Regions from separate parts of the Mus musculus genome. Here regions 2, 3 and 4 are each linked to region 1. Evidence: chromatin contacts called from public Hi-C, HiChIP or PLAC-seq and promoter capture Hi-C data. All regions are on one chromosome and are shown on one strand. Each heading gives the region's core, a stretch centred on a gene start, on an enhancer-like site or on the middle of the called end of the contact. The rest is flanking DNA. Distances are from core to core; before and after follow the strand shown.

Region 1 (6,254 bases), core at 282-2,781:
TATTTATTATAAAATAAATAAAAATATTTTTTCTTTTTTTCTTAGATATTTTCTTCATTTACATTTCAAACACTATCCCAAATGTCCCCTATACTCTCCCCCCCGCCCTGCTCCCCTACCCACTCACTCCCACTTCTTGGTCCTGGCATTCCCCTGTACTGGGGCATATAAAGTTTGCTAGACCAAGGGGCCTCTTTTACCAATGACACTCCTCCATTGCTGGTGGGATTGCAAGCTGGTACAACCACTCTGGAAATCAGTCTGGTGACTCCTCAGAAAACTGGACATAGAATTACTGGAAGATTCAGCAATACCTCTCCTGGGCATATACCCAGAAGATGTTCCAACTTGTAATAAGGACACATGTTCCACTATGTTTATAGCAGTCTTATTTATAATAGCCACGAGCTGGAAAGAACCCAGATGTTCCTCAACAGAGGAATGGATACAGAAAATGTGGTACATTTACACAATGGAGTACTACTCAGCTATTAAAAAGAATGAATTTATGAAATTCTTGGGCAAATGGATGGATCTGGAGGATATCATCCTGAGGGAGGTAACCCAATCACAAAAGAAGTCACTTGATATGCACTCACTGATAAGTGGATATTAGCCCAGAAACCTAGAATACCCAAGATACAACTTCTAAATAAAAATCTTTAAGAAAGAAAGAGAAGCAGACATTAAAAGAAAAAACTAAAACAAAACACAAGACCCCCTTTTTACAATACGCCTCGCTTTCAAATTCACCTACCCTGTTGCTGCATAGCTGACACCCACCTCCGTCATTCACTGACATGAGAGCCTAGTTTCTTCTGCCTTTCACTGTGGGCTGAAGACAAGTGGCTCACTAGCAAGATTCCTGGCCTTCAGCACCAGGCTGGCACCGGGGAGGTTCCTAGTCTTGTGGACTGAACTATTAGTTCAAAGCCTTTCCATTGTAAAAACAGCCATTTGTTGGACCACTCAGACTGAATCATGGAAGCCCATCTAAGAACTGCCCCCTTCAGTCAGTTCTAATTCCCTGACTTACTACTGTAACAAAACACGATCTTTCTCAGTATGTGGTGATCACGAGATTTAGGGGAGACTCAAGCTTTCCTGGCACCAGGAAATCATTTTCAGTTAGCTTAAGCCAGAAATTCTCCAAGTTGCGCTCTAGCAGAGTCATCTGGAGAGCTGGGTCTCTTTCAAAGTTTCTAAGTTTGGTAGGGCCTGAGAATTTGCATCTCCAGCAAGTTTCTAAGCAATGCGGAGGCTGATTTTGAGAACCGTCGCTCTGAGGCAGTCATAGGATTCCACTCTCTTGCCAGGCATCGCGCTGATCACGTGAACATGGCTGGGGCCAACAAATCCCACTCTGCTGGATCCTGAGGTACAAGGATTGGCCAGTTCTCTGTCAGTCTTTGGACATGGTGCTATTGCACCGCACGCTGCCCGGAGCTGCTGCGGTCAGCTTCAGCATGCTTTCACAAGAAAAGAAAAGTGGCTGACGTGTTGAAGAGAGCGAGGCAAAGAGAAGGAAGTGTCTGCACTGTTGCGGGCACTGTGGTAGGCTAGAGACTGCTGCAACAGCAGATTGCAGTCATGGAGAGGTACGTTCCTTAAACAGGAAAAGCAAGACCACCCAAAACTGACTGGGGCCCAGCAGAGATGGCAACTGTCATTTACCTCATCAGAATGACGTCTCTATATGATTAGCCTTGTAAAATGCCCTTTTCCCTTCATGCATCTGTTGCTATGTCATATCTGAAATCTCCATATAAAGACAAAAATGGATAGTAGCCCTGTCGGGGAAACGAAAGGGATCCCAGCCCATCCCTGTGGTTCCCTGATTTTTTTCTCTGCCTTAACTCATGGATACTCTTTCCCTGCATTAAAGATTGCCCTAAAAATGTTGCCCAAAGTTCTGCGCAGTGTGACCATTTCTGGGGGCCTCACCCACTGCCTGAGTGTGCACTTTCGTTCTGAAATCAACTTCCTCCTAATTCCTTACTTTGCCTCATTAAAAGAAAAAGGTTTTCTGATGATGACGAGAGACTAGAAACACTGGGTAAAGGTTTCACCACCAGCAACAATATTATTACACGTTATCTATAATTTATAGTTACATGTTTAAGAAACTTGGTATGCCACATGGTAAAGCCATTTTTTTGGGGGGGGGTCTATGTAAGCTGTTTTCTGTTTTCTGTCATTTTGCTGTAGGAAGCCACCTAGTGATGCTCTCTTCCAGAACTCAAAGACTCTACTTAATGCAGCAGAGTCTAGAGGGACTGGGTTTCCAGACCTCAGGCTGAGGGCTATAATGTTGGCCAGTACTAAGCACTAAGGAATCCTTAATTCTAGATGACCATAAAGGCTAAAACTCAGGCTTCTGCCAAGATTGAAGGACAGGAAAATGTAGAACTAACTAAAAACTATGCATAGTTATACTCTCTATTTTCCAGAAGCACAAAAGAATCATGCTGTGTGTACTGGCATGTGTTTTGTGTGTCAACTTGACACAAGCTGGAGTTATCACAGAGAAAGGAGCCACAGTTGAGGGAATGCCTCTATGAGATTCAGCTGTAAGGCATTTTCTCAATTAGTGATCAAGGGTGGGAGGGGCCATTGTGAGTGGTGCCATCCCTGGGCTGGTAGTCCTGGGTTCTATAAGAAAGCAAGTTGAGCAAGCCAGGGGAAGCAAGCCAGTAACATCCCTCCATGGTCTCTGCATCAGCTCCTGCTTTCTGACCTGCTTGAGTTCCAGTCCTGACTTCCTTTGGTGATGAAGAGCAACGAGGAAGTGTAAGCGGAATAAACCCTTTCCTTCCCAACTTGCTTCTTGGTCATGATGTTTGTGCAGGAATAGAAATCCTGACTAAGACACCATGTTAGGGTACCAATTTCAGAGGCCTGCATAAGGACACTAGAGGGCACTGTTCACTGCTGCCAAGCTCTGGGGGAAGGAAGCCTGCCAGAGTCCAGCCCTTGGAAAGCAGACCAGCAGACCAGCTCACTCCTATGCCTCAACCTTGAAAAGCTTTATTAATCCCTAGACAGTGATCATTGGTGGTAATCCTTCACCTGGGACATACTCTTGCTATACGTGAGCTCTGCTTGCCTCCAATCTCTTGAACTTACAAATAACTTATAATAAACATTATACACACACCCTCCTCTTGTTGCCTATGAAATTTATGCTTTGGGTTTACAGAGACAAAGAACCCAGACACCTGAGATGGGAAAGCCTCCATTTCTATTAAGGTCTTCCCATGTTCCTTGAAACAATGCAAATGGCTAAACTTTCTTGAACCCATTAGCTTTAGGAAGGCAGAACAGGCATCTTATAGGCAGAATGTTAAAATAAGATAAAATGGACCTCTGTCCATTAAATTCGTTGCATTTTTGAGAGCGAGGAGTGCAGCATAGTGAGATGCAGGTAGACTATAAAAGGTGTTTGCACATCACCATTGTGTGCCTTACAGGCCATGATGAGTTTGGGCTTTACCCTGAGGTCACGGGGTACCACTCATCATTTTAAACAGCAGAGTGTACTTGGGATTTAAGAAGACTATTCTGGTAACAGACAGGTTGAGAAGTAAGACTGAGGGAAAGACAAGTGAGGTTGTTGCAACGGCTCTGGTTGCAGATGAAGGCGATTAAGACTAAGGGGGAAATGGTGTAAGTAAGATTAGGATGTTTAGCAAGAAAAACTGCCAAAAGTTGGATGTGAGTTTTGAAAGAGAGACCCAACCATGATGTCTTAGTTAGAGATTTTCTGCTGTGAACAAACACCATGACCAATACAAATCTTGTCAAAGACAATATTTAATTGGGGCTGGCTTACAGGTTCAGAGGTTCAGTCCATTATCATCAAGGTGAGGGCGTGGCAGCATCCAGGCAGACATGGTGTAGGCAGAGCTGAGAGTTGTATATCTTCACCTGAAGGCTGCTAGCAGAATACTGGCTTGCAGGCAGAAAGGATGAGGGTCTTATATCCACAGCCACAGTGACACAACTACTCCAACAGGGCCACATCTTCTAATAGTGGTACTCTAATAGTGGCTGAGCATATACAAACCATCACATATGACATCTGGGTTTCTGGCTCAGGAGGTGCCATTCTTCTATGTGGGAAGACAATGGAAAGAAGTTTGGCTGGGGTGAATTTAAGGGAGAGGTGTGGGTATTTAGAATCTGGTGTGTGTGTGTGTGTGTGTGTGTGTGTGTGTGTGTGTGTGTGTGTTGGGGTGGGCAGGGGCTATCTATTGATCATGCCAGTGGCTTGGTCAGGAATATCTGGCTGTCTGTAGAAGTCTTTTCTAGAACTGGATACATGGGCTTGAGATGAATAGTGCTTTGAGAAAATGGACTGGAAGCTGGGAAAGATGATTCTATAACACATACTCAGAACTGATTTGCTGAAAAGAGTTGACTCCTTCCGCCCTGCATGGTAATGGGAAGCAGGACAGAAAGTCTGGTGTGTCTGCCTTGACTCTGAATTCTCCTATTTCACTCTGCATAGCTATGGTAACCAGAGTGTCCACATAAAAACGGGTGGTGCCTAACCTACCTCATCCTTCATCAAGGCTAGAGACACAAAAGTAAGAGTAACTGAAACTTACCTTGTACAAGGTCCTGTTCCAGCAATACCAGAGGAGCCATAAGGTGTCCAGTCCTTGTCCTGAGCTTATGACTGCCCTGGATTCCAAGAAGAGCAAAGCTCCATGGAAAGACTGCCCACTCTATAGAGGAAGAGAGTTATCTCTGATGACAAAGACTCTCTAAGAAGTGATCATCTTGTAAGAATCAGACCTATCTGGTTTAAAGCTACTGCTTTTGCCTGAGAACATGGCCATGCTACTAGCCACTCCTGGATTCCCATTTGTTCCAATCCCCTTTGCTCTGAGAGGTGAATGAGCAAAGTTTGTTCCTCTACAACTTGCCTTCTAGCCACAATTGCCGGGTGTTATTATCTCCGACCTGGAAAAGTGTGCCCTTACCAATTTATTATCTCCATCTTTCCACTTGCCCTAAACTTCAGTGGCTAGTCCTACCTAGCCCCTTCCAAACATCCCTGGCCACCTGCCTGTAGCAGAGGCCATAGGCCCAAGCTCCTCCCATGACTTCACATGGTTGCTGCCTTATTCTTCCTCCAAAGCATGGCAAAAAGACCCCCTTTCTCCTTTCTTGTGTCTCCCTTTCCTCCTGGGACCCAGAAGTCCCACCTATACCTTCCATCCAGCAATCACCCCTTGGCCTTCTTTACTGACAAATCCGGAACCAATTGGGGAACAGGACTTTAACATCAGAACTGCTCCCTTCACCTATCCTTTGCATAATGTTTGTAACCACGTCTTTGGGCCACTATGCAGAGTCATAGTGGGAGAATGGCCAACCAGATCACACCTTGACCATGAAGACTTAACTATACATTTCCTCCTGCTTTCTGCCTCAGATCTTCTTCTATTGAGACCAAAGCTCGTGTCAGTACCCTCGAGTCAGAGTCCGATACCAGACCCATTGTTTTTTTCCCTCCTCTCTTTGCTTTTACTAATACTTGCCTCTAAACTCCATGCTAGGACCCCCCAAATTGCTCTGAGGGGGTCCCCAAACTAGTTTCTCTTCCTAAGATGGCTGCATTGAATAAATCTACTTTTAAATGATTAATCTCTCTCTCTCTCTCTGTTTTTTTTTTTTTTTTTTTTTTTTGAGACAGGGTTTCTCTGTATAGCCCTGGCTGTCCTGGAATTCACTTTGTAGACCAGGCTGGCCTCGAACTCAGAAATTCGCCTGCCTCTGCCTCCCGAGTGCTGGGATTAAAGGTGTGCGCCACCACGCCCGGCTCTCGCTCTCTCTGGTTTTTTGAGACAGGGTTTCTCTGTATAGCTCTGGATGTCCTGGAACTCACTTTGTAGACCAGGCTGGCCTCAGAAATCCGCCTGCCTCTGCCTCCCAAGTGCTGGGATTAACGGTATGTGCCACCACCACCTGGCTAATTTGTCTCTTTAATTGGCCTAGTGAAAGTGGGTGGCTGATCATGGTTTTATGGGGATGCTAGGACCCTGGATGACCCCAAAGATTGTGGTAACAGATCTACTTTCATATTTTTGAGAACTTTCACACTGACTTCCATAGTGGCTAGACTAATTTACATTCCCACCAGCAGGGTGTGAGGTCTGGCTTCTCTCCGTATCTTCCTGCCTCTGCTCCCTGAGTGCTGGGGTTACTGGCATGCACAACCTCACCTAGTTTCCGTCAAGTTTTAA
Region 2 (6,174 bases), core at 1,574-4,073, 220 kb before region 1:
CGACCATTGCGAGCAGCTTCATGATGGCAGACTATGGCCTAGGAACAGTGCTGCTGGTGAGAAAGAACACTGCCGTCAGAGGGGCTTCAGCCCCTTGCAGGGATTCCCCCCCACCCAGATGGATGCTCACTCTAACTTAGCTCCTTCCCTCTCCACAATTAAAGTCCCATGCTCTTTGCACGTTGCCCACCCACAGCTCTGTTCCCTCAGCATACCGATTCTGTGCTGCAGTCCTTCCCGTCTACTCTGGGCTTGACTGGAGGTAGGGGCTATATACACATATACTCCCCCACCCCCACCCCGTCAGGTGATACGGAGAATGGCAAGTCCAGAAGGGCAGAGATCAGGCTGGAGTAAACAAGGGTTAGACATGGACAAAAGGACAAGCAAAAGGGACTCTTGGTGTCACAGTGAACCACAGGGGCATAAACTCTAGTGAAGGCCAATGTCTGCTTATGATTTATCCTTTTGGGATCAGGAGTTGATGGGTTTATATGTATCCATCAGGTAATCAGGATTCTAAGTTATTTTTCTGGAAAGCTCCAACATGCAGCTCTTAGCCCTCGTCATCTTTACCTTATTATGGACAAGTTTCATTTCCCCAACCCTTCACCCCTTCATAGCAATTTGGCAGAGAGGAATTTGGGAACAGAAGGAGAAAGGAGCAAGGCACAGTGGCACAAGCTTTTAATCCCAGCCCCGGGGAGTCAGAGGCAGATTGGTCTTTGTGAACTTGAGAGCAGCCCGATCTATATAGTGAGTCTCAGGACGGCACAGAGAGATTCTGTCTCAAAGGAAGAAAGGAAGAAAGAAAGAAAGAAAGAAAGAAAGAAAGAAAGAAAGAAAGAAAGAAAGAAAGAAAGAAAGAAAGAAAGAGGAAGAAAGAGGAAGAAGGGAAATGAATTGAAATAGGAGGTGGAAAGGAATGGGGGTTATGAAGATATAAGTCAGAACAGGTACAACTGCCTCTGTCCCTTTTTGAGTTAATGTGTAATGAGATAGGAAGGGGGCATGAACACCACACACACAAACACACACACACACACACACACACACACACACACACACACACACACCCCTCACGGACATACAAAAGACACACAGAGAAAATGCTGCATTGGAATTATTGTATTTGATAGGTCTCATGAATGAAATTCCTTTAAAATAATCATGAAATACAAGTCCATTTATGGGTTCTCATCAATGTGTGCTCCCTGCCTCCAAAAAACAAATTCAGAAAAATAGCCTCTGCCCTCCTGCTCCCAACCTCAGTAGTTAAGAGGCTCTGTCCAAATCAAGGTCAAAGGGCCTGGACACTTGATCCCCTTATCAGTTAGGTCCTGGCCCCTGGCCCAGTTCTAACTGTGTGGAAGGACAGAGGTACATTCGCTAGGCCCAGGGCTCTCCAGTGGAGTCAACTCAGTAGCTACTGAAAACATTCCTATCACTCACCTTTTTGCCACCAAGCTTACCCTGTGTGTACTGGAATATTAGTGAGAGATACGGGGGTGGAAGTGTGGAAGCTAGGGAGGGAGAGTGCAACCGAAGACCAAGAAATCTGTTTATTTTAGTTATGTGTTTTGCTTCCACGTGTATCTGTGTAAGAGTGTCAGATTCTCTGGAACTGGAATTAAAGTTGTGGGTGCTAGGATTTGAACCTGGATCCTTTGAAAAGTAGCCAGTTCTCTCTCTCTCTCTCTCTCTCTCTCTCTCTCTCTCTCTCTCTCTCTCTCAAACACACACACACACACACACACACACACGACTCTCTCTCTTTGCATGTATAAATGCAAACAACAGAAGGGTACATCAGATTCCATTACAGATGGTTGTGAGCCACTATGTGATTGCTGGGAAGTGAACTTATGACTTTTGGGGAAGCATCTGAGCCACCTCACCAGCCTCGTCACTGCTCTTACCCACTTCGCCATCTCTTCAACCCTTGCATATGCAATCTTGCATATTTCCAGTTGTCCTCTTGTGGACTTACCTCTAGTGTCACATCACTGCTTGCCCCTGGCCCTGGGGGGAGGAGCGTAACTTCAGGCTGCGGTTGTATTCTTAGATTTTATTTGTCTTTTCTCCATGTAAATAATAACTAGAGAGGGTAGCTGCTTCGGAAGCTAGTTCTGCCCACAACTCTCTCCTCGCCCTCAGAACTCTCACAGTCATTTTTTTTGGGGGGGGGGGGTCGTTGAGACAGGGTTTCTCTGTATAGCCCTGGCTGTCCTGGAACTCACTTTGTAGACCAGGCTGGCCTCGAACTTAGAAATCCGCCTGCGCCACCACGCCGGGAAGGCAAGGCCTGTGAATTCCAGCGGGGGAAGGGGGGACGGCGGGGGGCGGTAGAGGTCTGTTTTGGGGGGTTGGATTGTGAGTAGCAGTCCTTTGGAGGTGGTATAGAGTGGAGAGTTGTGGGGATTCTCCAGCCGGCTTTCAGGAAGGTGGAGGGTAAAGTGAACCACGTCTTCACAACCCCTGAGTGTGATATATTCATAAAATAGGTCTTCAAACTATAGTTTCACTTTTCTCACGTTCCGGTTTAAGGAACTCCATTGGTCTAATAGGCAAAATGCTCCCTCTAGTGTCTTGAATGCTCAAGAGTTTATCTCGACCTTGAGGAGGTTGGGCGGTCTTAAAAGGGGGCCTTCCACTAACGTCTAAAGGGCCACCCACAAACTCCCACTCGCCACTGCACTCGGACTGAAGCCCTGGGGCCTGCAGGCCTGCCACTCTTCTGTTTTCTCCTCTCCTATTGGTCACTAGTAAATTGAGGCACCTTTTTCATCATTGAGTGGGTTGGGTCTTTGGGCGCTTCCTTTGCCCATTTCCAAGATGGCGCCTACGGACATGCTTGGAATACAGGGTGAAGCTGCAGTTCTGCCATTACTCAAGATGGCTGCCCCCATCAAGATGACCGGGTGTGCCTAGGGGGAAAGAGGCTGCAGGATGGTCTGAGATGGTAAGGGCTAGTGTTCCATTGCGGGCAGACCCTTGGGACGTGGGAATGAAGAACAGAGAAACTAGAAAGTCAGCGGAAGCCTGCGGTAGTAGTTAAGACTAGATAATGGGAGAGCAGACGGGGGTGACAGGTGGGGGTGAGGGATCAACGATGGGGCGGGAGTGTGCCCGGGATTCAACTTTAGCATCGGTGTTCTCTCCCCCTACTGTTCCTTATTGCAGGTCTAGCATTGAACCATATGGAAGTTTCTGAAACTGGGGAGCCCGATGATGGGGGGTGGAGCCCGTGGGGGATAGAGGGAGCAATAGATTTTATCCCCAGGCTAACCCCAACCCCTCCCTGTCCTCTGGATTAAAATGGGGAACACCCTGGGCCTGGCACCGATGGGTACTTTACCCCGCCGGAGCCACCGTCGAGAGGAACCGCTGCCCAACCCCGGGAGCTTCGACGAGCTGCACCGGTTGTGCAAAGGTGAGACCGCAGCTTTTGGGTGTCTCAGGATGAAGGGTCATAGAGAAGGGGAGGGTCCTGAATGCTGATGTCCAGTGATGTGAACAGCGAGGGGAGATCACAGCTGGAGCATCCGGCAGTCAAAAAGGACCAGATGTTCAAAGCAGAGCGTTTTGTTGCAGGATTTGAAAGGAGGTCATTTCCTCCAGTGCTTCATATGCAATTGAAAGGGGAGTCCGTCTATGTAGTTAGGGGTCCTTATCTGTGCATGTTCCTTCCCTTCAGATGTATTCCCAGCACAGATGGAAGGCGTGAAGCTGGTTGTCAACAAGGTTCTGAGCAGCCATTTCCAGGTGCTCCCACTGGTCTGGCCCCTACTTACCCCCCTCCTCCCTGCTTGTCTCTGGATCCTCTTTACACCTATTAGTCCTGTCTTGGCTAGGCTATGTGGGACAAATGAGGGGAAGTGTGGGGTCCTCCCCCCCCAATGCCTTTAAGCAACAAGATGTGGGACTTGTTGCTTAAAGTCCAGTGGCCCTCTGCATGCGTTGGAATAGTTGAGGTTTTAAAAAGCCCCCTCTGGATGGAAAAAAAGGTCAAGGGTGGGAGACGGGATTGAAACGAAATAGAATGCTCTGTTCTCCGTTGTCTCCTCTTTCCTCAGGTGGCTCATACTGTGCACATGAGTGCCCTGGGCTTGCCAGGGTACCACCTCCATACCGCCTATGCAGGGGACTGGCAGCTTAGCCCCACAGAGGTGAGGGCTCCCCCACACTCGCGTCAACTGTGTAAAACGCACATGGACGTAGGTCTTGAGAATTTGGAAATGTGTGTGATCAGCAACTATGTTCTCAGTGCCTCTTCTGAACGCGAGCTAGTCCTGTGCAAAGCTGCCCGAGTTTGTCTTTGGCGTCCACCAGGGGGCACTGTGAGATGTTACTGAAATCCCTTCCTGTTCATGTGCCAATGGATAGAGCTACCTACCCATCTCAGCCTTCCTGTCTACGCTCCCTAACAGGTGTTCCCCACTGTGGTGGGGGATATGGACAGCAGTGGCAGTCTCAACGCCCAGGTCTTGCTTCTGTTGGCAGAACGGCTGCGAGCTAAGGCTGTCTTCCAGGTGACCCACAGTTCCTGCCTCCATCCACCGAGGCACCTCTCTTTCTCCTCCATGGGTATCCTGCCTTGGGGGACGCAGGGGGAGGAGGAGCAGAGGCAATACTGAATATAAACAGAGAGAAGGGTATTTTATTTGTTACTCTCCCCACCCAGACACAGCAGGCCAAGTTCCTGACATGGCAGTTTGATGGCGAGTATCGGGGAGATGACTACACAGCCACTCTGACCCTGGGAAATCCGGATCTGATTGGGGAATCAGGTGGGGAACTGGGACGGAGTTCTGGGGGTGGGGGGACCTTTTTGGCTAGGCTAGGGTGGGAATGACCAGATGGTAAGAAACTAAACCTGACTCCCTGACTCTTGCATCCTCTCTCCCTGACAGTGATCATGGTTGCTCACTTCCTGCAGAGCATCACCCATCGGCTTGTGCTAGGAGGAGAGCTAGTTTATCACCGGCGGCCAGGAGAAGAGGGGGCCATCTTGACTCTGGCTGGGAAGTACTCAGGTACGAGATCAAGTGAATGATGGTGAGGAGGAGAGACTCGGGGCTTTTCTGGGGTTCCTTTGCCTGTATCTACGATGGTAACTGCCTTTTCCCTCTGTTCTCCCCCACCCTGCAGCTGTCCACTGGGTAGCTACGTTGAATGTTGGGTCAGGTGGGGCCCATGCAAGTTATTACCACAAGGCCAATGAACAGGTAAGACTACCAAGCTCATCTCTTAGCCTAGTGAGTCAGTCAACCAGAACCTTCTGCCCCTCGAGTCTTCCCAGGCTTCTGGCCTATGATTCTTTCTGGCCTCATCTGGTCTACATTTTCACACATGCATTCCAGCTTGCTTATACCCTGCCAGAACTCCTGTGGGATTCATGGCGACGGGTCCTCCTCTCGTTCTTGTCCCTGCTTCTCAGGTTCAGGTTGGAGTAGAGTTTGAGGCAAATACAAGGCTACAAGATACGACCTTCTCCTTTGGTTACCACCTGACTCTGCCCCAGGCCGATATGGTGTTTAGAGGTGAGGGTTTTGAGACACTTAGAAGTGGTGAGGGATTTGGGGACATGCAGGGAGGGAGGCTCTACCTTACTTCTGTTGACTCCATACTCCAAGTCTGGCTAATCAACCGGGTCAATATACTTTTCCCCGGCAGGCTTGGTGGACAGTAACTGGTGTGTTGGTGCGGTGCTGGAGAAGAAGATGCGTCCCCTGCCTGTCACCCTAGCCCTTGGAGCCTTCCTCAATCACTGGCGAAACAGATTCCATTGCGGCTTCAGCATCACTGTGGGCTGAGGTTGTCCTGGGAGCAGCCTCTGCAGCAGCTGGAACCTTTGAGTCTGATACCCTAGGGCCAGAGACTAACTTGGTCCCTCTCCAGAGCCTACCTTGCCGGATGACTCCTAGGTCCCATGGGCAGAGTGGGGGGGACAGGACGATGTCCTCCTCAGAACCAGAACTGCCGGAGAGTCATTTTTTCCAGTTAGGTAGCGGGTTGAGGTTCCCAATACTGCCATCAGCCCCACTATAATCTCCCATAAGCTGTATGGCTCTGGAGTAAAGGAGAGGGACTACGGGATGTGTCTGGCTTCCCTCACCCTACTTTTTTTGTTATTTTTGTTTGATTGAGATATTACTACTCCTTCTTCAAAGC
Region 3 (6,447 bases), core at 3,537-6,036, 250 kb before region 1:
AGCATCTCTGCACAATCCTTCTCTCTCTCTCTCTCTCTCTCTCTCTCTCTCTCTCTCTCTCTTCCTTCTTTTCTTTCTTTCTTTCTTTCTTTCTTTCTTTCTTTCTTTCTTTCTTTCTTTCTTTCTTTCTTTCTTTCTTTCTCTTGTTCCTCTAGAGATGTGGTCTTCTTATATAGTCCTCGTTGTCCTGGAACTCACTACATAGACCAGGCTGACCTCAAACACTCACAGATGCCTCTGCCTCTGAATACTGGGATTAAAGGGATGTGCCACCATGCCCATCTATAGAATTCCTGAGACTGCTTCTAATCAGCTGCTTTGGGGAGCTGGAGACATGGCTCCACAGTTAAGAGCTCTTGAAGAGGTCTCCAGTTCAGTTCCCAGCACTACATCAAGTGACTCACTAACTGCCTCGAGCTCCAGGGGATCCAAGACCCCCTTTCTGGCCTCCAAGGGCCCCGGCAAGCATGTATGCACACATACAGAAAATAAAATAAGAACTTTTGTCTGGAGATAGTCATTCTGCAGCCTTGCACACTTTATTGAGTGGCAAGATGGTCAACTGATCCATAGCCAGTCCGTTTCAATCTGGGACAGTGCTGGCCCTTAAAGGGTCAGTTCTAATTGTGTGGAGCCAATATAAGCTCCCTCACCCCCTTATCTGTGCTATTTGTTGTCATAGGGAGTGGGAACCACACCAAGGCAGCAGCATTTCTTACCCCATTACATACAGCAGATAGAACACACATGGAGGACTCAGTGTGGCCCACAGAGAATATTCCAGAAATAAGCATCCAGTGAGAGAGGGCAGGAATTAAGTCTCTACTCTGAGAAAGGTGTCACCAGCTTACCATAACCATTGTCCAGGAAGTCAGTGATGAATCGGGCACTGCAGGGCGACCAGGGCTCTTCAGGGTCCACATGGGCCATGACAGGAGCCATGACATGGCGAGAGGAACCCCCCTGCCCATTCAAGTTAGTGCATGGCTTGGAGTTATCATGGAGCATGTTGAAGACATGGCCTATAAGAGAAAAGGTCCTGCTGGCATCTAGAGGGTCCATCCCGTGTCCTCCCAGGGCTCCATCATACACTTGGGTGCAGCTGTCGATGATCAGATCTACCTTCCCTGCCCCGCTCTCAGATCCCCTCGTGGTTCTCTGAAGATTCAATGTGGAGCCCCTATTGCCCTATCTTCTCTTCCCCAAAGGAAAGGCTCCTCTCTGCTTACTTTCCACTGTTGCTAACACTCCCAATCCTCCACTCCTATTCCCTTACTCTCGCCCCTTCCAAACATGAATACTCATGTATGTGCATACAGTTCAAAGTAAGTTTCCACCTGCTATTTTATTTACTAGAAGAATCCATGAGCCGGGCAGTGGTGGCTTATGCCTTTAATCCCAGTCCCTGGGAGGCAGAGGCAGGTGGATTTCTGAGTTAGAGGCCAGCCTGGTGTACAGGGTAAGTTCCAGGACAGCCAGCGCTACACAGAGAAACCCTGTCTTGGGGGGAGGGGGGAAGAATCTATGCTTGTCTGCACCCAGAGCACAGAGGGCTTCTGACCCTGGACTTAGGGCTGGGAAGGAAGATATCTTGGTACCTCAGTTTGTTCTCTAGTGAGCCCCTTATATCATTAGAGTATCCTCAGCCCCCCTCACATCCAGTTCAGGTGCCACACTGCCCCAGAGCTTCCTTACCCAGTTCATGAGCAGCAGTGAAGGCTGACTGGAGCCCATCATCTTCCACAATAGCACAGCTCCTAGCTGGATCACACACTGTGCCCACATCAGCCATACCCAGGGTGTCACAAGTGGAGACCCCACACAGGTCCTGTGGAGAAGGAGCACAGACGATGCTTAGGGCTGATATCCAGGTTAGCAAGGAACTAGACGCTGGGGCCAGCACGGTCAGGGCTCACATAGACACCCCATGGCTGTGCGGCTGGCGCCAGGCTCGTGTGTAACTCCAGGGGCATCTTCTCCATCATGGCCCGTGGAGTGGTTGTGCCTCTCTCTGGGTTGTGGTCCCTTTCCTGTGGTGCTGACTGAGGCCTTACCTGCCGGGTGAACAGAATGGCTGTGTCAAAGTGGTCAGGATCTGAGTCGTTAGGGGTGTTGAGGCCCCGCTGCCAGGTGCAGAAGCTGCGTAGGGTCTGGGCGGCACTTGGCCCCACTTGGGGCCCTTCCTGGCCGGACCCCAGGATCACCAGGCGCGTCACCACCAAGTTGACAGGGTTTCGGATGCTTGGGTGTTTAAAGGCTTTAGCGGCAGCTGCCATAACCGTCAGCAGGTAGCGCTTTAACCCTGTACCATGGAATGCTGCCATCTTGTCATCTGCTACCACCAGTGTCTCCACGAATCTACTCAGAGAAGCGAAGCGCTTGAGGAGAAGAAGAAAAAAAATGAGAGAGAGGAGGGTCCTGAGATCTCTCTCACCTCCCTTCATTCCGGGGTCTAGAATTCAGCCGAGTTAGCTGGCCCTCACGTGTGCCTCAGGATTCCTGAAGTGACTGACTGGTTTGGGCCCTCCCCCTAACCCCAAATCCCAGTGTTTTTGTGGTAATGTTGAAGAATCAGCTGTCGTTCTGGAAGAAGAGGAGGCTTGCCACGTTTCATGGCTAAGTGGGCCCCAGAGGTGAAAAGCAGCTGGGACTGACTCAGGGAGGAGGGGCGCTAGGGTCCCCAAGTGTGGCGGGGCTTGTGGGAGTAGGACTAGAGGCTGAGCTGCGGCGACGTGTCTGCACTGTGTGGTTGGAGGAACAATTCAGTCAGCAGCTAGGGCCACAGCCAGATCTCAGCGTGGCGGGTGTGGAAGGAGTGTCTGGTCTGGATTAAAGCTAGAGGAAGGGTGGGGGGAGAAGAAGGGGGGAGACCAGGAGTGGGAGGGAGGGAGGATAGTGCCTCAGGCAGCCCTGCAGTCAGCCCACAGTGTGGGAAGAAGATTGACCCAGAGGTATGGGATGCCAGCCTCCTCCTGCCCTAGTTTGCAGTTTACCAGAACAATTTTAAACGGAACATCAGAAGCCAAAAACTCAATCCCCCGGGCCTCAAATTTTACTCCTGTAGCTGGGGGTGGGGGTAAAAAATCACTGGGGCAGAGAAAAGAGCCTAGGCCAACAGGCTGTTGGGAGAGCTTTACTGCTGGGAACTGTGTCAGCAGGAGACTCCAGGGCCAGGAAGGGGCGGGGGAGAGAGGGGGAGAGGTCATTCCGGCCCAGAGAATCTGACCTACCTCAGGGAATCCTCAGAGCAAAGCAAAGGACCGAAGCAGGGAGTAGCCAGGATTTTTCAAAGAAAGGGTAGTGGAGATGGGAAAGGCAGAGAGAAGGAGAGAAGTTGGAAAGCTGCAAGTGGAAGTGGGAGGAGAGAGGGTGAATAGGGGTCAGTAGGGCAGACATGGCGGGAGGAATGATACGGGCACGGGGCATGATCTCCAGAGTTGCCTACCTTGGTTCTGCGGGAAATGGGACTCGGGCTCCCAGAAGGAGCCTTGACGGTGCACATGGGACCTTGGCTGCTGGCAGGACTCTTCCGGCGTAGGATGTGAGCCCCCGGTCCCCCAGCAGAGTTAAGGGCGCCTCCTTCCAGAGGCTGGAGGTGGAGTTCGGCCCCACGGTACTGCAGTACCCCTAATAGGGCTCCCCCGTCCCAGTGCAGAGATGCCACCGACTCCGGATCTCCATTGATGGTGCCAGTCAGGTAGGTACCTGGCTCTGCCCCACCCAGCATCTCAGGTGCCTGGCCCAGGTACTGTACAGTCAAACCCTCTACCTGCACCCCAGGGTCCTGTTCTAGTTCTAGTAGCAACATCTCCCCAAAGGCTGGCAATCGGTACAGCAGCCTGGCAGGAACGCCTGATCCAGGTAGGATGCTACTGCCATTGAGCTTCTCTGGAAACACGATCTCCTCCTCCCGGGGGAGGGGGCTGGCGGGCCACGCTAAGGACAGGAGGAAGGCCAGCAGCAGCAGCCTCCGCCACTGCACAGTGTGAAGCGGCAAGCAGGGTTGGAATCTTTGCAGCCAGTGCCCAGTCAAGCCCCTCCTGGGATGCAAGCCCATCTGGGACATGGTACCCGGGCTGCAGCTGGGATGGATTGAGGCCATCTGCGGCACCAAAATGCTCCACACCCTAACTGTGGAAGGCTCCTCGTTAAAGCCAGAAGGGCTTTGGGGCTTGTGCCAAAATCTGAGGCAAAGTTTTTAAATGGGCTAGGGACTTTCAGAGAAGATGAAAAAGAAAACAGCCCCTGGGCTCAGGAAAAGTGCCCACGGGTTCTTTCTGCTCCAAAACTTCCTCCTTTGCCTTTCTGTCCCAGGTCTTTGTCTGTGACTCCTTGGCTTCTCCCTCTGCTCAGCTGTCTGGCTTTGCCTCAGTGCTCGCCCTGTCTTTGCCTCCTCCTCCTCCTCCTCCTGCTGCTGTCTCTTTGTCTCTGTCTCTCTCCTCTTCTGTCTCTCTCGTTTCTGTGTATCTGTGGGTCTTCCCCGGGTTCTCCCCAGCCTCTCTCCCCTCCAGCTCTTTTAAGCATCCAGAACCGCCCTCTGTGTGTGAGTGGCAGATCTGTAAGCCACTCAGCCAGAAGCTTGGTCACTGGGACTCTGAAGGATGGAGGATGTATCATTGCTTCCCAAAGACCTTAGTGGTTTTCTTTTTTCCTTAAAAAAGAAGGGGGGGGGGAGGGAAGGGACTTGCCCAGGGGAAGGGAATCTCTAGCAAGCAGATGCATTTAAGGCACTGAGCCAGCTGATGACACATCTTTTTTCCCAAATCCCACCATCAGCCCTCAGCTGTCTCTTTCCCGGTCTTTTTTTTTTTTTTTTTTTTTTTTTTTTTTTTTTTTTGTGGGACAGAGCCCCAGGGGAGGTCAGGACTGGGGGAAAGGGTCTGGACAGCAGTCACAGATGAGACTCTGTCCTGGGAGAATTCAGGTCCTTCCTATCCAGCCTGGTCTAGCCTATGCTTCCTCACTTCCTTGAGGAAGTCATTTATGCTACCCTTTACCCCAGAGGCTAATCTGTTAGAGCCAAGCTGTCTGGGTTTAAAAGGAAGTGGTGAACAGGTAAGAAAACATTAGGAGAGAAAGAAGAGAGGATGGGACCAAGGCACTGAGAAGAAGAGGTGGTACACACAGGAAGGCAAGGAGACAGCTGTTAGAACTTTGTTAGAATGGAAACAAGAAAGAAACAGACAGAAAAGGAGGAGCTAACTACTTGTCTTTTTATAGGAGGAACATCCAGAGTAGGTCTGTTCTCATTCATTCTCCTTCTCTCCCTCCCTCCCTCTCTGAAGCCCCCCCCCCCCCCCCGAGTTACCCCAGCGTCTAAAGCATAGAACAGCCATTCCACCCTAGGCCTCCTCCTCCCCAACTTCCTGAGTGCCCATTTCCCTGGCTCAGCTCCCAGGAGATTCCCCCAGGCTCTTGGCCCCGTTCCTACCCACACCCAGCTACCCCAGCACACCCCCACTACCTCAAGTCAGCCAGACCCTCACCTAGACAAGACCTGCGCTCTCTCTCTCTCTCTCTCTCTCTCTCTCTCTCTCTCTCTCACCCAGAAGTCATCTCTGCTACTTCCTTGACCCCACCTTTCAAATCCAATAGTTCCTGGAATATCTAGTAATCTTTGACTCCTCATTTCCCATGGGGGGAGGGGAGGAGACACACACACACACACACACACACACACACATCTCAGAGAGAGAGAGAGAGAGTGAGAGAGAGAGAGAGAGAGAGAGAGAACCTGGGATGGGGATAGTGACCAGTATGTGTATGTGTGTGGGTGTTAGAGGAGGGAACTAATGACTCTTCTGCTTCCAGAACTGGGGGGGACTAAGAAACCAAAGCACACTCTCTCAAGGCAAGGAAATGAAGCATTCAGGAGCGGGGCAATTTCTGCTCACTCCACCCTATGGCCACTTGTTTCCCCAGGAAATCCCCAGGAAGGAGAGTACACTCAGCAGTCCCTTCCCTTTCCCAGAGAAGCCCCACCTCCCCTGCCCCTGTCCCCTTATTCATTCTCTGCCTGGTCAGCTCCTGTCCCCCACATCATATTCCTCAGAATGCTTCCTCTTCCCCCTCCCTTCCTGCTCCCGTCACTAATACCTGTCCTGGTGCCTATCACTTCCTGAACTACCCACCCTCTGGTGATTTCCAGTCTCACCTCTTGACCCATCACATGCCCTGACCCTCCCTGGTCCTGAGCAGAGGGGCTGAGGCAGGAGGAGTCAATCACACAAGGGATGAGGGACCAGAAGGGACAGGGGCAAGAGGAGCTGTCACCAGGATACTCTTATTACCCCTTTCCATCCCCCCATCTGAGCTGAGAACAAAGAGTGTGACTAAGCAGTGAAAGACAAAGGGCCACAGAGTGGCAGCTACAGCACGTGGGGAGGGGGGTGCTGGCAGAAGGAGAAGGCACAAAAGATGCAGTGTCCTAGGTAGCCCCCCAAGAGT
Region 4 (6,987 bases), core at 536-3,035, 130 kb after region 1:
AAACTATAGTCACACCGATTCATAGTGACAGAAATTGTAAAAGTCTGATCATATCTAGTCTTGGCGTATATGTTGGTGAGGATGTAAACTGCTAATTTAGCAAGTGACCCAGCACACATGTGAAAGGCAGAGTTGCAGAGAATATATCTTATGTACTGGTAAACAATTCAAAGACCCAGATGTCCGTCTCAGGTAAACAAGTATGATGCTATGTATTTAAGGGAATGTAGAAATTAAAACCCCGAGAGAGCTTCAAAGAGTAATGAATGCCTAGTGACAATAATTTGGAGAACATTTCCGTGTTATACATTTATGTGAATTAAAAAAGAAATTCCCCAACACTCAACATATATATTTACAAACAGGTTTAAACATGGTAAAAGTAAATATAAAAAATGGACTAAAGGCTGGGCGGTGGTGGTACACGCCTTTAATCTCAGCACTCGGGAGGCAGAGGCAGGCGGATTTCTGAGGCTACAGAGTTCCAGGACAGCCAGGGCTACACAGAGAAATCCTGTCTCGAAAAAAAAATTTTTTTTTTAAAATTTATATATATATAATTCCAACGACGAAAGGAATGTCATTTGTCGTAGGGGGACTTCAGAATCGCGAGTGTGCGTGTGTTCGTGTATGTATGCATGTATGTGCACGCGCGTGCTGCGTATTGCACATGCATGTGTGTATGTATGTGTGTATGTATGTGTGTGTATGTATATATGTATGTATGTGCGCGCGGGCGGTGCATTGCACGTGTGTATGCGGGTGTGGTCCCAGCCGGACTTCACGAATTCTGACCTGGCTTTCCTCTCACCTTGTTGCATTCCGCAATCGCAATCGGTAGTAACCGCAGCCACGAGGAGCTCGGAGGATTCTGGGAAGCATTTATGTTTGTTTGTAACCATGGGAAAAGTTCCTCTCGGTCCTAGAGGGATCCGTGTTCATTCACCGTCTGGGTTTGAATGCAGTCCCTGGCTACTGAAATCGAGTAAAACCGAAAAGTAAACAACACTAAGTAGGTTCTCGAAACTGTTGTTTCAAATTGCTCACATTTTCCAGTTGGAATCCGTGATGCATGATTCTTCTCTAAAAATATTTAGAATTTTGGATTTTAGTAATAAGAGATTGACAGCTTATTGCGAGTTTTAGAAACTCTTCTTTAGGAGGTAAGTGCGGACATGGAGAATTTATCTTATATATTTTCTTTGTTTAAATTTGTTTGAAGGTGGGTTTTCTACAAGTATTATTTGTGAGAAAGTTTACCTCGGATTCTGTCCCAGTAAAGGAGTGGTTCTAACACATGTCGGAAATTTGTATTTTTCTTTATTTACCGTGTACGTGGAAAATTTTTACAGCGATTGAAAAGCATTTATAAATACAGAATCAGGTTTACTGTCAATTTCTAATTTCGTTCTGAGATGTCTATATCGTAGTATTAAGCACAAAGAACAAGCCACTATGATCAGGAGACTTTTCAGTTTTAGTACTATCAGCGAATTTTAACAAAGCGGTAAAATCTGCGTGCTCTTCGCTCAATTTAAAAAAAAAAAGAGAGAGAGGGAGAGAGAAACAAAAAAGAACAACCACAAAACCCCACAGCGGGACAGAAAGTGCTGAAATCCTCGTAGGGAAATATTTACTCACAAGTCTATTGAGTTTGCTTATCTGCTGACGTCTCCTTAGCTTTGGATCCCAGTTCCCGCGTGCGGTGAGATAGTTTGCCTCCGCCCGGCCACCGTCCGTGTCAGCGTTCAGCTTATTTTGTCCTCCGGCCGCCGCCGTTTCAGGTTACTCACCCATCCGAGTTGTGAGGGAGAGGTGTCTGTTTCGGGGAAGCCGGCTTGTGTTGCCGGCGCCATGGAGTCGCCTTTTAGTCCGGTTCTTCCTCATGGACCAGATGAAGACTGGGGTGAGTGGATCTGCGAATGTACCCGAGCTAGGTCGGGCCGCGTCTGCGGGTTTTTTTCTCCTCCCGATTTCCGCCCGGTGGCGGTGACAGGTGTGGACGACCCGTGTCCGGGGAGCGAGGCCACGGGTTGAGGGTCGTAGAAGAGGCTGGCAGAGCCTCTGGGCTTCTGTCCTGGCCGTAGCAATAATGGAATGATGTTCTAATTGAAATTGCTGTAGTTTTTCAGCGTGTGTTCCTGGTGGAAATTCCAGGTGATCGTGAGGGACCAGAACTTAGTAGGATGATGATTGTAGCTGCCCCAAAGGCTCCAAGCTATTTTCTCAGACTGTGGGCGTGTGGCTGGGGAGCGCTGAGTGTGTGTGTGTGTATGTGTGTGTGTGAGTGTGTGTGTGTGTGTGTGTGTGCGCGCGCGCGCACTGAACGTGTACGAGATATGTTGAGAAAACTTGGTTAAAATACAGAAGAAAATCCTTGGCTCCCAGCTTGAACTGTTGGTTTAAGACATAGATCCAAATTGGCAAAGAAGAAACTCTCCCAAGCACCTGACCTCGTGTCCCTGATTACTAGATCTAACACAAACTGATGTAATCCTGACTGCTGTCCAAACACAGCTCTGAAATCTCTTGTTAAGTCTATTTTTAGTGTTCAGGAAGGATGGACCAGAGAATGACAAGGAACAAGCTTTGGCATCCAAATCCTTAGAGAAAGCTGATAGTCCCTTCTCGATTTCAAGACAGAATGTTAACAGGATTATGTGTGTTAATATGTGAATGGAGTTCTGTAGGTGGCTCAATGGATCCTGTAGTGAGACTACATTGTCCTTCAGTTTTGGGGACACTTTTTTTTCATGGACTAACATTCCACTATAACATGAGTGGGCCCTCAACTAGGAAGTGTTGGAATCCTAGTTTAATTTAACAGTGGCAGATGCTCTCTACAATTACAATCTATAAAAGGTTTATTTTAATCTTTGGGCCGATTTTGACAACTTTCTGGAAAAAAAAAACCTTTAAATGTTCATTCTCCAGTTCATTTCCCCAGCTAAATGCTTTTGTTATAGTAACAGCAGTCACTTGTTTAGGACTTTATTTTGCTAAGCACACTACATGTGTTATTTATGTTATGTTCATAACAGTCCAATGAGGTCCCGCCATCCTATAGATGTTGAAACAGAGGTTGACAGAATCTGTTCTCTGAGTCTTAGACGAGTAAGTGATAAAGTAGGATCAGAACCAGGCTTATCTAACTTTGAAGTCTGTGCCTCTGGTTTTTCTACTCTGTAACACTTGCTCCCCCCCCCCCCCCCAAGCCTAGATTCTTCCTAATGCTAATGTTCTTAACAAGTCTACTTAGATATGTTGGGTAGTTACAATTAGAATTAGTTTTCTCAATCATTTGACCATTATGTTTGTGGCATTTCTTAAAGTATAACTAAAAGGCACTTCCTGATGGTATCGTTTTTGTCCTAGAGTCTGATTCTCAGCTGCATTTTCCTAACTCCTAATCTTGATTCTTCAACAATGCGCAGTTCTTTGTAGTCAGCTGACTGACTCCTTTCTCAGGTATCCTGCCCTGTCTCCTCTTGAATATGTCATTTCCCCAATGTTTTTTAGCCTTCCCTTTTCAGACTGTTAACAGTTGTCTCTTGGTTCAGTACTTTTATTCCCTCAGGTGTTCAGTAGGTAGGATAGATTTTGCAGGCATTAGAGTTGAACACTACTGTCTACTAGGGCTTCTTAATAAAATAATAGGTTCTTTGGTAGTTGCTGTTTTGAATTTTTGGTCAATTTACTGATGTATTTAGTAGTAATTTTAACAGCTGTACTGTTAAATTTTAAAAATTGGCTTTTATAATTGGTATTTCTTATGAAGAACAACTTGTACAATTTGAAGGACGTTATCTCAGCACAGGGTACGATGGGATGTACTTCTACTTTTTTATTTTCTAAATGTGATTAATGACACTTAGAGCGGACATCTGCAAGTGGTTTTTGAAAAGGTTCAGAGAGCAGCTATTTTAGGCATCACTGTCCTGTGGTCTCTGTCGAAACTGCTCTGCCACAGGGAAGAAACAGCCGTAGCAGAAGGTATAGATGGGCAAGCATGGCTGTGCTCCCACCAAGGCTATGGAGACTGGCATTTGGGTTACACACAAGTGCCTTTTGTTAGAGGCCATTGTGTAGCCCAGGCTGGCCTCAAACTTCTGATGTCCCTGCCTTAAGCCTTTGGAATGCTGGGATTACAAGCGTACAGTACCATACCTTGAGGTCTTTGAGGCAAGGTCTTGCTATATAGTGTAGGGTAGCCTACAGCTTTCAAAAGTTTCCTGCCTCTTGCTCCCCAATTATATTTAATGTGTCACTTAATAATCCTTTTTAAAAGTACAGCTTTAGAATTTTAGAGTAATTTAGATAGTACATGCAGTTCCATATATTTCTCTCTACTGTTCCCTCTACTGATGACATCTTACATTACTATGCTGGTTAGGTTTTTTGTTTGTTTTTAATTTGACACAAGCTAGAAACATCAGGAAAGAGGGAACCTTTATTGAGAAAATTCCTCCATCAGATTGTCATGCAGGCAAGTCTATGGGTCATTTTTTGATTAATGATTGATGTGAGAGGGCCCAGCCCACTGTGGGTGGTGCCAACCCTGGGCAGGTGGTTCTAGGGGGTATAATAAAGAAGGTGAGCAAGCCAGGAGGAGCAGCATTCTGACGTGGCTTCTGCTTCAGTTCCTGTTTCTAGGTTCCTGCCCAGACTTTCTTTCATGTAGACACATGTAAGCCAAGTAAACTCTCCCCCAAGTTACTTTTGGCCATGGTGTTTTATTACAGCAACGGAAGGCAAACTAAAGCAATTAGTATTGTACTGTCAAGATGGAGGCGCTAGGGCTGGTGAGATGGCTCAGCGGTTAAGAGCACTGACTGCTCTTCTGAATGTCCTGAGTTCAGATCCCAGCAACCACATGGTGGCTCACAACCATCCATAATGAGATCTGACACCCTCTTCTGGGGTGTCTGAAGACAGCTACAGTGTACTTACATATAATAAATAAACACATCTTAAAAAAAAAGATGGAGAAGCTAATGTTTTTTTTTCTTTCTTTCTTCCTTTTTTTTTTTTTTTCCTTTTTTTTTCTTTTTGACATAGGGTCTTCTTATGGAGTCTAACTTGGCCTGGAATATTTGATGTAACCAGGCTTGCCTTGAATTCTTAATGCTCTTGTCTCAGCTTCCCAAATACTAGAATTAAAGGCATGAGCCACCACACCAGGCTTGATACATTAGTGTTAAGGATGAGCCTTAATACAGGGGTTTTGACAAACATAATACAACAAGCCCATCATTACAGTGTTGTGTATAGTAGTGTGAGTGTCTCTCTCCTAAACATTCTCTAAGCTCCACCTGCTCATCTCAGACCTCAGAACAGAGCTTCTCACTGTCGCCACCATTTTGCTTTTGTTGTGTAGTTGGAACCGAGTAGTATAACCTTTTCAAATTGGCTTCTTTACTCAGTAGTATGCATTTGAAGTTCCTGTGTCTGTGGCTTGATGACTTACTTTCTAGTACAGAGTAGTGCTAAATATATGGGGTTTGGACAAATGTATAATGAGAGGGATCTGTCATTACAGTAGTCTACAAGGCATGGAGGATGCTAGCTAGCATGCTCAGGTTTTGATGGTAGCCTTCTTCTTCACTTGTAGATGACTGCTTTCTTGCTGTGTCCTCACGTGGTACCGAGGAGAGTTACCCTCTTCCCACACCATCATCTAACCTTAGCAGTCTCCTCAGGATTCTGTCAGACGTAGCCATATTGGGAATTAGGGTTTCAATATGGCTTTGGGAGGACCTAACTCAGTTTATGTTAATATATCTGCTTATCTGTTTATATATCTTTGCATATATGTTTATATGTCTATATGTAATTTGTATATCTGTTTACATGTTGCTATCTTGGTGCTTCCAGTTTTTAGCAGTTACACATGTAGCTGCTCTAACCATCTGTGTGCAGGTTTTTGTGTTGGTGTAAATTTTCGTATCATTTGGTCTGATTGAGTAGGTTTGGTTTATAGTAAACTGCCAAACTTGCAGTTCTGTGTCTCCATCAGCAGTGAGTGGACGTTTCTGTTTGCTGGTATTTGCTGTTGCCTGTACTTTGGAGTTTAGCCATTTTATTGGGCATGTGGTGGTACCTTGTTTTAATTGCAAATTTCTAGTATTTCATGGTGTTGGTCATCTTTCCACGGCTAGTTTGCAATCTTTCCTTTCCCTCTTCTTTCCTCCCCTCTTCCTGTCACTCGAGTTGTGCAGAAGTCACTCTTTCTTTTTTTTTTTTAAAGCCACATAAGAAATGTGTGCCAAGCCAAAAAGCTTCCTGCCACTGCGGTTTCTCTCATGCCTTTAGGATCTCCTGTGAAGCCTCTCTTCCTTTTCTTGCCCTAATCAAAGCATGACACTCCCCTGATGACACAGCTTTCCCCGCTTTCTGCACACAGCAACTCAGAATATAGTAGGTGTTTTCTTATCCTTCTCTGCCATCTCCAGAACATCTCCTGTCCTCCATATTAAGTATCTAGGTGTAAATCTTATTTGGTCACAGTATACAGTCCTCCACCTCGTTCTGCTGCTGAGGTCTGCTGATTCTTCAGTCACTTTCAGTCCCTTCTCAGAAAATGTAGCTGTTACTTTCTCCATCATGCTGCTGTTGGGATTCTTGGATATCTCAGTAGGCTTGGCCAGTCTATTCTTTGGTCTTGTTTCTCTCTCTCTCTCTCTGATGATTGTTCCCCCAAAGCTTTCCTCTTCAGCCTCTTACTCTCTCCCCTTTCGTGCTCTGAGTGAGAACTTGCAGTCCCTCTCTCTCTCTCATCTCATTCACCCACATGCTTGCCTTGCCCCCATGGAGATGCTGAGGATGACCTCTCGGTAGAGAGAGACCAGTTTTCCCTGTGAGTTTCAACTCCCTCCTGCTTTACTAGAAATGCAACCCAAGCGCTTTTCCTAAGTATTTCTCCCATCTCTGTTAGAAAACAGATGTATAGTTGGTTATCTTCTCCTGTTTGGAGGGGAAAATGCCAGA

Evidence for each region. Promoter capture Hi-C pulls out the DNA fragments that hold promoters and counts their contacts. A called contact is a pair of places that touch in the nucleus more often than the background predicts. HiChIP or PLAC-seq counts read pairs in DNA pulled down with a chosen protein or histone mark.
Region 2: a contact with region 1 is called in a promoter capture Hi-C map of the HPC-7 cell line, with 5 times the contacts expected there. The contact joins the promoter of Tomm40l here to the enhancer-like site in region 1. A contact is called at or near these places in 11 of 39 promoter capture datasets (the 3T3-L1 cell line, 3T3-L1-derived adipocytes, the C10 cell line and 6 more), 1 of 15 datasets of contacts at CTCF or cohesin (large pre-B cells), 10 of 484 Hi-C or Micro-C datasets (the Ba/F3 cell line, CD4 T cells, the G1E-ER4 cell line and 6 more), 5 of 115 datasets of contacts at active chromatin or transcription factors (the HPC-7 cell line, bone marrow-derived dendritic cells, large pre-B cells and 2 more) and 3 of 9 other capture datasets (adipose tissue, liver and pancreatic islet).
Region 3: a contact with region 1 is called in a Hi-C map of the HPC-7 cell line, with 3 times the contacts expected there. The contact joins the promoter of Adamts4 here to the enhancer-like site in region 1. A contact is called at or near these places in 3 of 39 promoter capture datasets (the C10 cell line, the HPC-7 cell line and HPC-7-derived erythroid cells), 1 of 15 datasets of contacts at CTCF or cohesin (large pre-B cells), 9 of 484 Hi-C or Micro-C datasets (B cells, the G1E-ER4 cell line, the HPC-7 cell line and 4 more), 3 of 115 datasets of contacts at active chromatin or transcription factors (the HPC-7 cell line, bone marrow-derived dendritic cells and neural progenitor cells) and 3 of 9 other capture datasets (adipose tissue, embryonic stem cells and liver).
Region 4: a contact with region 1 is called in an H3K4me3 HiChIP or PLAC-seq map of bone marrow-derived macrophages, with 4 times the contacts expected there. The contact joins the promoter of Atf6 here to the enhancer-like site in region 1. A contact is called at or near these places in 16 of 39 promoter capture datasets (the 3T3-L1 cell line, 3T3-L1-derived adipocytes, the C10 cell line and 10 more), 1 of 15 datasets of contacts at CTCF or cohesin (CD8 T cells), 5 of 484 Hi-C or Micro-C datasets (B cells, bone marrow-derived macrophages, embryonic stem cells and 1 more), 20 of 115 datasets of contacts at active chromatin or transcription factors (the 230-238 cell line, the HPC-7 cell line, the SCID.adh cell line and 10 more) and 3 of 9 other capture datasets (adipose tissue, liver and pancreatic islet).

What each region holds. Positions count from the first base shown.
Region 1 is chr1:170,993,623-170,999,876 of GRCm38.p6, reverse strand. No RefSeq gene overlaps it. Among named protein-coding and RNA genes, the nearest start is that of Gm10522, 13 kb to the right of the region's middle. Within about 2 kb of position 1,531, at least 167 of the 459 cell types and tissues checked have an H3K27ac peak or open chromatin away from gene starts, as enhancers often do. A contact at or near this core is called in B cells, the Ba/F3 cell line, CD8 T cells and 14 more, where this site is marked.
Region 2 is chr1:171,219,163-171,225,336 of GRCm38.p6, reverse strand. It overlaps Tomm40l (translocase of outer mitochondrial membrane 40-like), which reads left to right and starts at 2,823. Exons shown (of 10, transcript NM_001037170.2): 1 at 2,823-2,962; 2 at 3,184-3,433; 3 at 3,698-3,765; 4 at 4,077-4,169; 5 at 4,431-4,532; 6 at 4,685-4,790; 7 at 4,914-5,036; 8 at 5,152-5,228; 9 at 5,441-5,543; 10 at 5,677-6,174. The coding sequence starts at 3,319. The coding sequence ends at 5,816. Apoa2 (apolipoprotein A-II) reads right to left here and starts at 283. Exons shown (of 4, transcript NM_001305549.1): 1 at 216-283; 2 at 1-50. The coding sequence starts at 22.
Region 3 is chr1:171,248,468-171,254,914 of GRCm38.p6, reverse strand. It overlaps Adamts4 (a disintegrin-like and metallopeptidase (reprolysin type) with thrombospondin type 1 motif, 4), which reads right to left and starts at 4,786. Exons shown (of 9, transcript NM_172845.3): 1 at 3,446-4,786; 2 at 2,055-2,378; 3 at 1,696-1,828; 4 at 852-1,022. The coding sequence starts at 4,066. It also overlaps a transcript of Ndufs2 not described here.
Region 4 is chr1:170,862,569-170,869,555 of GRCm38.p6, reverse strand. Atf6 (activating transcription factor 6) reads left to right here and starts at 1,785. Exons shown (of 16, transcript NM_001081304.1): 1 at 1,785-1,906. The coding sequence starts at 1,855. Gm9929 (a long non-coding RNA gene) reads right to left here and starts at 1,726. Exons shown (of 2, transcript XR_003948181.1): 1 at 1,642-1,726; 2 at 1-975.